Regions from separate parts of the Mus musculus genome. Here region 1 is linked to region 2. A link is a contact called in public promoter capture Hi-C data. All regions are on one chromosome and are shown on one strand. Each heading gives the region's core, a stretch centred on a gene start, on an enhancer-like site or on the middle of the called end of the contact. The rest is flanking DNA. Distances are from core to core; before and after follow the strand shown. Region 1 holds the start of Upk1b (uroplakin 1B). Region 2 holds the start of Poglut1 (protein O-glucosyltransferase 1).

Region 1 (6,792 bases), core at 2,153-4,652, 250 kb after region 2:
TTTTCCTCTTATTTCTGCCGAATGAACCCTATCCCCAACTGCCCCTGTCTGGGATTATGGTTTCTTCCTCTCTACCCCTTTCTGTTCTTGGCCAACAGGAATGTTATATCCTACTTTGTGGCTGTGTATATTTAACTTTTCTTCCCTATTGACTTCTGTCAAAGCAACCTAGACTGGTTCTTTTCTTTACCCATGCTTATGTGATGTCATTCTGAACTCACGAAAGGACAGATTGTGTGCATTTTTAAAAGAAAGCCAATTTTGATGAATAATAGTATTTTAAAAAACCAAACTATAAACACTCAGGTTGTCGCAACTTGAAGTCAATGATTATACTCTTGCTTGTTTTTATATCACTAAGAAGATATTTAATTAGGGAAGGATAAAGGTCTTTGTTCCAGATTTTGAGCTCATTCATGGTGTGGTGGACTCTTAAGTTTGGCTGTTAACTTAGGAGCTCTGCAGTCATTTCCTCACTAATAGAGACAAGGAAGCCGAGGACCAGAGAGGGGTAGTGAGTTATTCCAGGTTACCAATGCTTTAAACAGATTTAAAATCCAAGTACAAGTTTCCTGACTCACAAGCCAGCTTTATAGTTTGTCACTAATAGTATCTAGTATCTTTAAATTAAAAAAAATATTATTACATGTATACTGAATATGTGAGGTGTGTGTGTGTGTGTGTGTGTGTGTGTGTGTGTGTGTGTGTGTGTGTGTGTGTGTAAATACAGGCTTGTGTTATTGCCTATCTGTGGAGGTCAGAGGATAGCTTGTGGGGGTCATTTATCTCCTTCCACCATGGTCCTAATTAGGAACTAACCTTAAGTCTTACTAGGCAAGTTTTTAACCTGATGAGCCATCTTGCTGACCCTAATGTTCCTTCTCAAGATAAGACATTGTTTCCATTTGTGTTAAAATTAAGAGGCTTTGCCATTGATCTGACTTGTATCATACAGTTACGGGAACCTCTGTATACAGAGCCACAGGAGAAAGCCTTCCATTACCACCACCTCCAGCCTAGTCTTTCCCTGTCTTCCCTCTAATTTAGGAAACACCATGTATACAAAGTCATTACCTTGCTTCTGGTTAAAATACAAAAACATCCAGGGGACTCCAGATGAGTCTCATGAACCATTAATGGCAATGGCTCGTTGTGAGTTTACTAGATCTCTCTTCACACTGCTCTTCAGAGGGAGAATAAAGGCACCATCTGAAGGAGACAGAGCCCAAATGAAAGTAGGGCTTAAAAGGACAAACCTCCCTAATTCAAACTTAGAGACTCAGAGGCTGGGGCATGGTGACACATGTCTGTAGCTCCATCACTCTGGGGCCAAGAGAGGAGAGCTCTGAGTTTGAGGTCAGTCTGGGCTACATTTTGAGAGACCCTGTTTCAAAACATAAATTAAAATAGGAAAAGAGAGGGAGGGAAGGAGAGATGAAGGAGAGGAGGAAGAGAGGGATGGAAGGAAGGAGAGATAGAAGGATGGAGGGAGGGAGGGAGAGAAGGAGAGAGAGTGCATGGGGCTTAGGTCTTTCTCTCTGAACAGGCGACTCTCAGAGATGTTTTGTCTTGCCTTCCATTTAGCACCCAGTGTTAGGGGCTGGTTTGTGACCCTCACACACCTCTTATTCTCAGGCACCACTTTCCTCATATATGTAAATTTCTTTACCTGACAGTACTGGGAAGGGAATAGGCAGGATGAGATGACTTACAATTAAGGGTCAAGCAGCAGAGAGCAGAAATAGCTGTGTCACTAACAGCAGCTGACTGTGTGTGTCTCTCTCGCCTTAAGTGTTTTCTTACAAAGGAGTATCCCTTGTGAGCCCCACCCTATGGAAGAACTCCCCAGTGACCCAGCCCCTCCGTGGCTTATTTCAATCACTCAACACCCTGGGAGGCTCTTTACTTTTAGAAGTGCTGATTTCAAGAGGTTAAAAGTGTATTTCTTTCTCTCTCTTCTTCTTCTCTTGTACCTTCGTTAAGATTGTTTTCTTATGAAGTTATTCATATCCAGGGTGTTGATATCTCCTGACACACTGAATAAGTTGACAAACAATTGCTCATTAATCAAACCAGTGTTCAAAGCAGAAGAGAGGTGAGGCTCACCTACCAGTCATGCGATTGCATTTTTGAGTTCAGTACCTCTTTTCCTTGCTCAGATTTCTTGCATGAAAGAATATACAAACCACACCTCAAACTCACCCACACTAGAGAAATTTGGATTAAGAAAACAGAAGGGAGGGAGTAGGGGAGAGGGAATGGAAGAGAAGGACAAACAGGGGCCTTCCCCTTCCATGTGGGCTCTGTCCTAGATAGGCATCAGTGGCTCATCAGGCTGTGGGCAGCCTGCAGAGCCATCAAGCCCAGATTGCAGAGGAGGGTCCAGCAGATGCTGGACGGATCCACACTGGTTCGGAATGTACGCAAGAGTGAGAAAAAGAAAATTTGAAGTTTTGTTTACTCCTCTTGCCTAACTTCCCTTGCAATCTAAATGTTTATACAAGTCCCTTTGGGTAGTTAAAAGAAAATACAGGAAAGTTTTTTTTTTTTAAGCCTAGTATAAGAGAAAGCAAACCAGCAAAACACAAGAGCAGTTTTACACTCATTGGGAAGATTTATCAAGAGAAGAGCTACTTCCTCATGGAACTAGAAAAATCACAGCATCTGTATTAGCTATATAAAGAAAATAACGCACAGGCACGAAGTGTATTGCCTTTTTTCCTGCTGTGTTTATCAGTTTTGCTCAGCAAGAAATGGTCTATAAGCATCGCCTTGACTTTTATAAAGACCTTAAAATTAATTTAAAAAAACCATCAATGTCCTTAAAAATGCCTAAAGCTACTGAGAAATGAAAATTTAGGCTTGTAACCATAATTATAAAAGTACAAATATCCAATAATACTGGTGTTACTCGAAACAATTTGTGTAAAAAGATAAGAATAAACATATTTATAACCTGCAGCTCCTGATGGATCAACTCATTAGTGAACAGTAAAGATCGGTCTTGTAAAAGTAGCCTTGATTAGATAAAACTAATTTGTTAACTTACTCTAGCCCACATACTGATTACACAGACCTGTTTGCAGAAAAGACCTGTGAAGAAACTGACCCACAGATCCTTTTAAAGGAAGGCTTGTCAGATCAAATGATTTCTGACAAAAACAGGAACCGTTGTCAGGCAAAGGGACAGATAATTAGCCAAAGAACATTTTCCAGAAGAGTTATAAGATCTCAAAATTACAAAAGAGACAGATTCTAATGTTAGTTACAGTGTATAGCCCCTGTTTGTCCGTACTCGCAGGAGAATAGAGAGCCAGTGGGCTGCTCTGAGAAGTCTCTGTACTCACACCGGCTGCCTGGTCTCCTCTGCCTTCTTCTCCGGTGCTGCACAGACTCACTCTGCAGCAGGCACCAGCCTGAGATGCTTTTCTACCCCACTGTATCCTCTGACGCTCCGGTCCGGGGAAGGGTGGTCTGTGAGTGGGAGGAGGCATCTCACATGGGCCGCGCCTGATGCTGCCTGAACCTGCCTGGCTGAGCAGGAAGCACTGTGGGCAGATCTCTGCTGCTTTGGAATGTACATCTCTGAGTGTGTGTGTGTGTGTGTGTGTGTGTGTGTGTGTGTGTGTGTGTGTGTGTGTGTGTGTGTGTGTTTAGCTGTTGTTCCTTAGCTTGATCGGATCACTAAGACTTTGCTTATTAAAGAAACCAGCTCATGCTCCCTCCTCTACTTGCGCAGGGTCAGGGCCAGGGCGAGTTTCTGTAACCACACCACAGGCTATATTCGAGGGGTCACTAATATTCATTAGGTGAGTATCTCAGCAACTACTAAAGGAGAAGAAAGTTGGAAACACAGATGGAGAAATGCAAATGAAGAGACAGGATCAAGTAATGCTTTTATGTCTAACTAGGTCCTTCCTGTCTCTGTCCCTTCCTTCAGGACCACTGAGCCACGTAAACACAGCGTGAAGAATATTGCTTTTAATGGGAAAATAGCAACACATGGTTAGTTTAGTCTGGTGTTGAGGGGTAGTAAAGGCAGCAATATTAGAAAGGTCTGAGCACTTTAATCAATAGATTGGGAACTCCTCATAGATTAGTGCTATCTCCCCAAAGGCTCTTCTTACTCAGGAGACAGAGTTAGCATGCAGTGCGCTCATTAGCAAGTACCCTGAGATCCGTGACCATAGAAACACGAGCAGGATGTAGGTGGGACAGCCTCGGCTACGCACTGACAGCTTTGAAGAGAATGGCCTGTCTGAGCTCTGCACTGGCTGCCTCTGTGACCTATGTCTTTAGGTGAGGGTACCGTGAGGAACAGATGTCCATAGCTGTCCAGTTCCTGAGCAAGACTGACGATGGGACTCAGTCAATGTTTGAAAGGGGACAGTGTGAGATGCCTATGTCCCTCTCCATGCCTTCTTCCCCCTCAGTGTTCCAGAGTCCGCTTGGATGACCAGGGCAATTCATCCAATAAAATTCTACACAATGGTTAGAAACGAAGCCACATAAAAACAGTTCCAGGAAAATAAGTTTGGCCATTTACTCAACAAATGTTTGTGAAAGTTCACGTTGCCTCAGGACCAATTCTAGAAGCTAAAGACGAAAAGCAGCAAATTACAACGTAACAAAACAGCTCTGCTTACCAAGTATTCTGTCTGAGTCGATACAACTTTATTTTTTTTTTCTAAAAATAGATATGAATTTCAGCTTTAGGAAGAACTTTCAGCAAATGTTAAGAGGAAGCCATTTGGGTGGTAAGGTTTGGGCGACTGCTATAATGTTTGCAGTCCACACGCATTCTTGCAGCACCTAGCTTACGACTTTCCAAACATAGGTCATCAAAAGGAGCTTCCTTGGCAATCTGTGAGCAAGGAAAGGGTAAGGAAGCAAAGACTGGTTTCCATCCATGTGCCAGGCACGTTATACTCTCTTAGGGCTGCGTGGAGAGAGACATAAAAGATTCCAGGGCTGGAGAGATGCCTCAGGAGCACTTGCTGTTCTGCCAGAGGACCTGACTTCAGCTCCCAGGACCCACTTCGCAGGGTCACAGGTGCCGGTAACCCCACCCCCAGGGAAGCTGGTGCTCTCTTGTGGTCTCCGAGGGCACACAGATAATGATATGTGTGTATGTATGCATGCATATGTATGTATGTGTGTGTGTGTGTGTGTGTGTGTGTGTGTGTGAGAGAGAGAGAGAGAGAGAGAGAGAGAGAGAGAGAGAGAGAGAGAGAGAGAGAGAGAGAGAGAAAGAGGGAGGGAGGGGCATGCAGGTGTATAATTTTAAAGAACCTTCACAGGTTTGACAATCTTTTCAGAAGAGACAAAGGGAACAGAAAACCCAGTAGCAGGAGACCAGGAGGAACAGGTTCATTTTCAGATAACTGCAATTGATCAGTTGTGGAATTTGGAATCCTTACTGTGAAAGTATGACAGATTTATTTTTCTAGTAACTAATTGCTAACTGTTTTGTGAAGGTTTTCTTTCCCCTTAACCATATCCTAACTTGACCAAAAAACCTAATCTGTGAATTCTCATTGCAAACAAAACAGAACAGAACAGAACAGAACAAACAACCAAAACCCAACTCATCAACGAAATATGAAGCAAAAGCAAAACCAAAACCAAAACCAAAAAAAAAAAAAAAACAATTAAAAAGTAAAACAAACAAACCTAACAAACCCAAGATTCCCCCCATCCCTCCGTTACAATTTAGGTCAGAAACCCCAGTGGTTGAGGAAGAATGGGAGAAGATAGAGGGTTCCCGTATAACAGTCCTAAGAGTGGAACCAGACCTCTGTGTGACTAGATCAGCAGAGGTCTCCGAGCTTTTTTGTAGTACACCAGGCCAAAAAAATCCAGCAGGTAGGGTCGGTAGAGTACACTCAGAGCCAAATGGCTCTCCGGGCCAGCCATAGGTGCTCTGCCCACACCTGGTGTGCAGCCAGTTTGTGCCCTGTGATTTCATCCCGACTCCATTCTGAAGCCAAATCCATCGTCTGTAGCCCTTATAAGTTATAAGTCTGCCCTCTCTGCCTGACCAAACCCGGCATCCTTAACTTTCCACTCTGTGTTTGAAGTATGCCTGGTCCCACACAGTGTCTAAAAACCCCTGGAAAAATCACTTTCTTTAGTGAGTCTTGAGTTTTGGTGAAAACTTTCTTGAAATGAATAAACTTAACAGGGCTTGAGTTTCAATAGACATTGTTTTTTCTATTTAGCAATTTGAGGCGGGAACTAAGGAGGAAGTGGGGGGCTGTGATGAGGATGTCATGTGAATATATAAGTTAGTGGGGAAAAAAAAACAAACCAAAAGTTAGTAGACATACCTATAGTCCCTTCAGCTCTGAGAGATGATGATAAATTCAGATAAATTTAGTTAACTCAGTTCACGTGCTTAGGTGATAGATAGTAATATCAACACGGCTTCTACCAGCTCCCCTAGACATTTCCCGTAAAAGAGACAGCTCCATGCAAACAGATCTTTACTTTAGAAGGGATTATGGACCATTTAATCCTCATCGATGGCTCTGATATGGAACTTTATGTGGACTAACCAAGTTCTAATTAACTAATCACAGAGCCCAGTTTTCCTTCCAGTGAGTGAAATCCTTCACAATACCTCTGATGTCCAATATTAAGGGGCGTGTTCTGAAACTTGGTTTATTGAGACGCACGACTGAAGATGCTCTATACAACCATATAGCTTGTGTCTAAGAGGTCGTATGGGAAAACATCTTATCTTTTCTGCTTCTGGGAGGAGTATACTTTTTCTTCTACCTTTGGCTGTGA
Region 2 (6,959 bases), core at 2,681-5,180:
TTAGATCACAGATGAAAAGGATCACTGCCCTCAAAGGAGACTGAGAGCGGTTGTGTCCTCCCTCCCTTCCCCACCCCCTCCCCTCATTCCCGAGTGACAGGGGGTAAGTAGGTTTCTCTGCCCTGTACTACCCTCCAGGTTGTGTAACTACAGGCTCCAAAAGCGAGAAAGCCATCTGACCACAAACCGAAAGTCTTGAATCTGTGAGCCAATGTAAAATTTCCCCTCACAGTTACTTGTCTCGGGTGTTCCGTGACAGCATCAGAAAGCTAACTCTGATAGCTTTTTTTCTTTCTACTGTGACTAGGTCTTGAGGAGGGAAACCTTTCATACCTTCAACCTAAACACAGATCATTATCAAAATAAGTTCTGCAGAGGCAGGCAGATGTCTGAGTTCGAGGCCAGCCTGGTCTACAAAGTGAGTTCCAGGACAGCCAGGGCTACACAGAGAAACCCTGTCTTGAAAAAAAACCAAAAAAAAAAAAAAAAAAGTTCTGCGATATGGCGTTGACACAATCAGGAAGACCACAGGGCCACTTTCGGATTAGACTCCCTAAGAAGCTTCAGAGAATGTACTTATGTATGTATTTATGTATTTGTTTATAAAGGAGTGAAAGGGAAAATGCTTAGCTTGTTTCTGCCCTATTCTTTGACATCCTAGCTAGCAACATTCTGGAGGAACATCTGACAGACTGATCAGAATTTTCTGGCAACATGGCTAGCCTGAAACTTAGCATATAGACCCTGTGGCCTCAGATTTTCCCAAGACCCAGGATTACAGCCACCGTGCCAGGCTAAAACAGTTTTACATACACGATGATAACTACCAAAATAAAGTCAATGGTTCATAAACATCACATGCTCAACTGTATTAGTAATAAGGAAGTCTCAAAGAAACCAGTCAACGTTTAACAAGCTGATCGGCAAAGATTTTAAAAGTCTAATACACAGGACTGTGTTAGAGGGTGTGAGGTCTACTTTAGAGCATGGAAGCCAGACATGGTGGCACACACCTTTAATCCTAGCACTACGGAGGGGTAAACAGAACTCTGAGTTCAAGGCCAGCCTGGTCTAGTAGCAAGTTCTAAGCCAACTAAAGCTACATAATGAAATGCTGTCTCAAATAAATCAGTAATTTAATTAATTAAAATATCATTTAAACGTATGGGAAACGAAACCAAAAGACATTACTTAGCCTAGTTATTCTGGGAATTTAGCCCACATGTGTACATGAATGTACATGACCAGCACATTCTAAGGTGTATGGATAAGAATGCTCACTACAGAGCTGACGACTGCTCTCCCAGAGGTTGTGAGTTCAAATCCCAGCCACTCCTGTGATTTGGGGGCTGGTGAGATGGCTCAGCGGGTAAGAGCACTGACTGCTCTTCCGAAGGTCCTGCGGTCAATCCCAGCACCACATAGTGACTCCCAACCATTTATAACCAGATCTGATGCCCTCTTCTGGTGCATCTAAAGACAGCTACAGTGTACTTATGTATAATAATAAATAAATCTTTGGGCTGGAGCAAGCAGTGACTGAGAGATTGGGGTTGACTGGGGTTGACCGAGGTTGACCGGAGCGAGCAGAGGTCCTAAATTCAATTCCCAACAACCACATGAAGGCTCACAACCATCTGTACAGCTACAGTGTACTTATATACATAAAGTAAATAAATAAATCTTTTTTTTTTAAAGCATGCTCACTCCAGCAATGGCCATATTAGTTGAATTTTGCAGGGGTGTTGTAAGGAGTAATTTAAATATTCTGCTAGAGGACTAAATGAAGAAATCTGTACAATGAGTAATTACTATGAGGCCATGAAAGCAGGCCTGGCCCACAACGGACACTCCTAAATCCCTCTGCTTCACTTCCCCCTGAGCCCACATCCCCCTGCCAGGTTTCATCAGCCTGTTCCCCACAGCTTGTGGCAACAGGCAAAGAAGAGAAGGGACAGAGCCTAAGCCATCATAGCTAATGATGTACACTAGGCTTACAGAAAATGGCTGGCATACCAAAAAGAAAAAAAACAAATTCCTGTAGCTGGTTCCTAGGAGTGTGATCAAGTCAGCCTCCGTGTACTAACAGTGTTAGAGGACCCCAGAGGATACCTGGAGGGAAACATGCAGTCATCTTCCCTGAATAACCGGTTCTTAATGATCTGGTAGTGGGTTCCTAGCTTCCGCCTGACCACCTCAGCCATCATCTTCCTGGAGATCCCACCTCGGAAAGGAGTCAGGTCCTCTTCTATGACGCTGTGCAAGAACAATGGAAAACATCGAGCCAAAGCAGGCCACGAGGTTGAGGACGCCATCCCATCTATCCCCAAGAGTTTTGTTTAGAGGATACACTAAGCAGGGGGGAGAGCAGGGGATAGGAACGAGCCACTCTTCCACAAGAGCACCATGGATAACTGAGAAATATCAAACTTGGGAGCATAGGCTGCAGTCACCAGGGAGCAAATCACATCCCTTCTCAACTTCAGCACAGAGTGAGTTTCAGTATCATCAGCATCTTTGAGGGATCAAATAAAAAATGAAGAGCTAGGACTGCTATTTAGCTGATGGACTATCAGAGGGGTTACGTGGCTTGCCCTGAGGGGTAGTCGGCCTGCTTTCAATGTACTGAACTAACCCTGCCCAAACGTGCATACCTTAAAGATAAAAACCAAGAGGAAATACTGATTAGATGATAAACATGCTCGTTCCTTTTCATGTGCAGTTGCAGACAACTAGCACCAGAGAGAATAATAACAAGACATGAACTCTGGACCTAAGAAGCTTTCAAGAGAAATAGAAGAAATAGAAAGCACATGTTGCTAAAATACCATAGGGAACAGAGGCAATGTGGAGAACACCGAGCCTCTCCCATCCCAGAGCATTTCCATACATTACGAGAGCCATCTAAGGTCTCAAGACATGCTTAGATCACTAATAACTGCCATCAAGATCTCTCAAGGGACTTAGCGAAGGTCCCTACAAGAATCCAGCTCTCAGAGACACACCAAGGAACTCACCCGTGATAGCAGCTGCAGTTTTGACTTGAACATGGTTCATAATTCTCCAAAGCCCTGTTAATTTGGTCAAGAAATACTTTCCATTTTGAGCCTTCAAAAAGTGAAGGAAATGAGAGTTAACAGAATAAATGCCCTTGGCATTCGTATTTGCCAAGCACCAGGCAGAAGCAACAGAAGACCAACACTTGGAGAAATCCCCTTCCTTTCCCAGTAGTGGAAATGCCAAGAACGATTCTTTGTGTAACTTGTCGGGGCTTGAGTCAAGTCTGTTCCTCTACCTGCGCCATCAGGTATCTAAGAAATTGGAAAAGTCACAAGCTATTAATGTTTGGCCTTCAGTAGGTTATGGAGACACCGGACTTCGACATGGATTCTCACCTAATCAAACTGAACCCCATCGAGACAATCAACGCAAACTCAAATCCTCCCTCATCTGTTTTGTCCTAATAGCTAGCAAGTGCCTCCCACCCTCCTCTGGGGAAGCACGGAACAGCGTTCTGCTGTAAACAGGGAACATCCCTCTCTTCCTACCATCCCCAATTCTGGAGGATGGGGGTTACTCTCTGGGATCCAGGACCAGAAGAAGAGGCCCACCAAACACCTAGGCTCGCCCCCGCCCGCTGTCCAGCTCGCGTTGCAGCCGCACAGCATCCTCCGCGCGCCGGGGGCCACAGCGAGCACCCAGGGACCCGAGCGGACCCCGAGCCGCGGCGGTAAGCTCGGCCCCGCCCGGAGCCCACCTGAGTCCTTCTGGCGGCCCTGCACCGGGCACAGGAGCAGTAACAGCATCCATGCCCTAAGCCGAGAGCCCGCCCGACGCTCCATCACCCGCAGACCACTGCGGATTCCCACCCGCACGCCGGCGGAAGCGCCGCCCAGCAGAAGGATGGCGGCGGACGCCACGGCACGTGGGAGCTGCCCTACACAAAGATGGCTGCCGAGCCCGCCCCTAGGCCTCCGGGAGCCTGGCATGGGAAATAAGGCAGCAGGAAGCCCATTCGGGTGGCACATTTAATAATGGTCAGTTCTGTGACAAACCGAAGGTTGGAGGTAGTTTGTTTTGTGCTTCAGCTATACACAGAGCTTAGGTTAAATCATTCCTTGGCTAGGTCACTCCAGAACACCAAACTACTTATTTATTGATCGTATTGAACGGATGTCCCCAAAAGGTTGCACAGGTCCATTTATAATAGGAATTTCTAGCAATATAACACAAATAGGCCGTGTTAAACAAGCCCTTGTTTTGTACTGAGGTTTGTGATAGGCTGCAAAAGACCATACCAAACCAGATTATCAATAAACAAATTGGATGCCAGGCAGTGGTGGCGCATGCCTTTAATCCCAGCACTTGGGAGGCAGAGGCAGGCGGAAATCTGAGTTCGAGACCAGCCTGGTCTACAGAGTGAGTTCCAGGACAGCCAAGGCTATACAGAGAAACCCTGTCTCAAAAAAACAAACAAACAAAAAGCAAATTGGACGTTTTTTAAAGCTATGTATCATTATCATTAAATTCTTTTATTCTTGGACTGGAGAGATGGCTCAGCGGTTAAGATCACTGACTGCTCTTCCAAAGGTGTTGAGTTCAAATCCCTGCAACCACGTGGTGGCTTACAACCTGGTGCGTCTGAAGACAGCTGTAGTGTACTTAGATATAATAATAAGTAAAACTTTTTAAAACATTCTTTTATCCTTGAGATAGAGTGTTATAGTATAGCTCAGACTGGTCTCCAACCCATAATCCTCTTGCCTCAGCTTCTAAAGTTTGTAGGTACCAGAGCTTGCCAAACACTAACTGAACTTCAGAACTTCGAACGTGCAAACAACAAACCAGGAGCCTCACAGCAACTGATCCAAAAATAGACCAGAAAGGACTGGAGAGATGGCTTAGTATTTTAGAGCACACACTGATCTTGCAGAGGACTTGAGTTGATTTTTTTAAAATTATTATTGGATATTTTCTTTATTTACATTTCAAATGTTTTCCCCTGGGTCTTCCCTCACCTCCGGAAACCCCCTATCCTATTCCCCCTTCCCAGGGCCTCTATGACAGTGCTCCCCAACCTACCCACCCACTCACCCACTCCTGTCCTCTGCCCTGGCATTCCCCTACCCTGGGGCATCGAAAACCCTCAGGCCCAAGGGTCTCTCCTCCCACTGATGCCAACAAGGGACATATTCGGCCAGAACCAATATGTCCCTCCATGTGTACTCTTTGGTTGGTCATCCAGTCCCCAGGAGCTCCAGTGGAGGAAGGGTGTCTGGCCAGTTGACACTATTGCTCCCTCTACAGGGCTGCAAAACCCCTCAGCTCCTTCAGTCCCTTCTCCAACTCCTCCATCAGGGACCTCAAGCTCAGTCCAATGGTTGGCTTCGAGCATCCTCCTCTGTATTTGTCAGGCTCTGTCAGAGCCTCTCAGGAGACAGCCATATCAGGCTTCCATCAGCAAGCACTTCCCCGCATCCACAATATCGTCTAGGTTTGGTGACTGTATATGGGATGGATCCCCAGATGGGGTTGAGTTGAAAGTTTTAATACCAATGTCTCACAGCTCACAACCGCCCTTAACTCCAGTTTCCTAGCCTCTGGGGATCTAGCCTCTGGCCTCAGTGAGCACCTGCCCTCAAGTGTACATACCTACACACAGACACACTGTTTAAAAATAATAAAAATAATTTTTAAAGATATATTTTATGTGAGTACACTGTTGCTGTCTTCAGACACACCAGAAGAGGACATTAGATCCCATTACAGATGATTGTGAGCCACCATGTGGTTGCTGGGAATTGAACTCAGAACCTCTGGAAGATCAGCCAGTGCTCTTAACCACTGAGCCATCTCCCTAGCCCCAAACAAATCTTTTTTTTCCCCCCCTTGGTTTTTTAGGACAGGGTTTCTCTGTGTAGCCCTGGCTGTCCTGGAACTCACTCTGTAGACCAGGCTGACCTTGAACTCAGAAATCTGCCTGCCTCTGCCTCCCAAGTGCTGGGATCAAAGGCATGTGCCACCACTGCCTGACTAAATAAATCTTTTTTAAAAAGAAAAAGCCTGTGAAACCTGGGCCAGTATGATTTTAAAAAGAAGGAAAACTTCTGTTTTAATACCCTAAGGAAAGTAGCAGTTTTTGTTGTTTTTTGATCCTGCATGTAGTATAACCTCCACTTGGTCATGGAGCAAAAAGTGTCCTTGAATGCCAGGCAGCAATGGAGCATACCTTTAATCCCAGCTCTCTAGAGCCAGAGGCAGGTGGATCTCTGAGTTTAAGGCCAGCCTGGTCTACAGAGCAAGTTCCAGGACCGCCAGAGATATACACAGAGAAACCCTGTGTCAAACAAACAAACAAAAAACATCAACCATCCTCCTAGCTAGTTATCTCAGCCAGGCATAATGGCAATTGCCTGTAATCCCAGCAGTCCAGCAGCATATAAAGACACGGAGGAGGAGGAGGAGGAGGTGGAGGAGGAGGAGGAGGAGGAGGAAGGAGGAGGGAGGAGGGGAAGAGGGAGAATGGAGGAGAGGAGGAGGACGGAGAGGAGGGGGAAGAGGAGGGGAAGAAGGAAGGAGAGGAGGAGGGGGGAGGAGGAAGGAGAGGAGGAGGAGGGGGAGGAGGAAGGAGGGGAGGAGGAAGGAGAGGAGCAGGAGGAGGGAGAGGAGGGTAGCTATTTAAATAACTACAAGAGCCGGGTATGATGGCTCTCGTCTGTAATCGCAGCACTCAGGATGCTGAGGCAGGAAGATTGCTGGGAGTTCTAGGCTACAGAGTGAAGCCATATCTCAAAAATAAAACAAACATTTTTAAAAAGTATAGGAACCAGTCCAAATCCTGTGAAGTACCCAAGCTCTGTTGCTATTAACCTGGGGGTGGGGGCGGGGGTGGGGGAGAGAAGTCAAGATGATGTCAGCATGTAGCCTTCCTGCCCAGTGTTCCTTGCTCCCTTTTCCTT

Evidence for each region. Capture Hi-C pulls out chosen DNA fragments and counts their contacts.
Region 1: a promoter capture Hi-C map of adipose tissue shows a contact between it and region 2. The contact joins the promoter of Upk1b here to the promoter of Poglut1 in region 2. A contact is called at or near these places in 3 of 39 promoter capture datasets (liver and neural stem cells), 10 of 484 Hi-C or Micro-C datasets (B cells, the C3H10T1/2 cell line, CD8 T cells and 7 more), 1 of 115 datasets of contacts at active chromatin or transcription factors (microglia) and 3 of 9 other capture datasets (adipose tissue, liver and pancreatic islet).

What each region holds. Positions count from the first base shown.
Region 1 is chr16:38,796,801-38,803,592 of GRCm38.p6, forward strand. Upk1b (uroplakin 1B) reads right to left here and starts at 3,403. Exons shown (of 8, transcript NM_178924.4): 1 at 3,348-3,403.
Region 2 is chr16:38,546,326-38,553,284 of GRCm38.p6, forward strand. Poglut1 (protein O-glucosyltransferase 1) reads right to left here and starts at 3,931. Exons shown (of 11, transcript NM_172380.4): 1 at 3,758-3,931; 2 at 3,018-3,108; 3 at 2,113-2,256. The coding sequence starts at 3,842.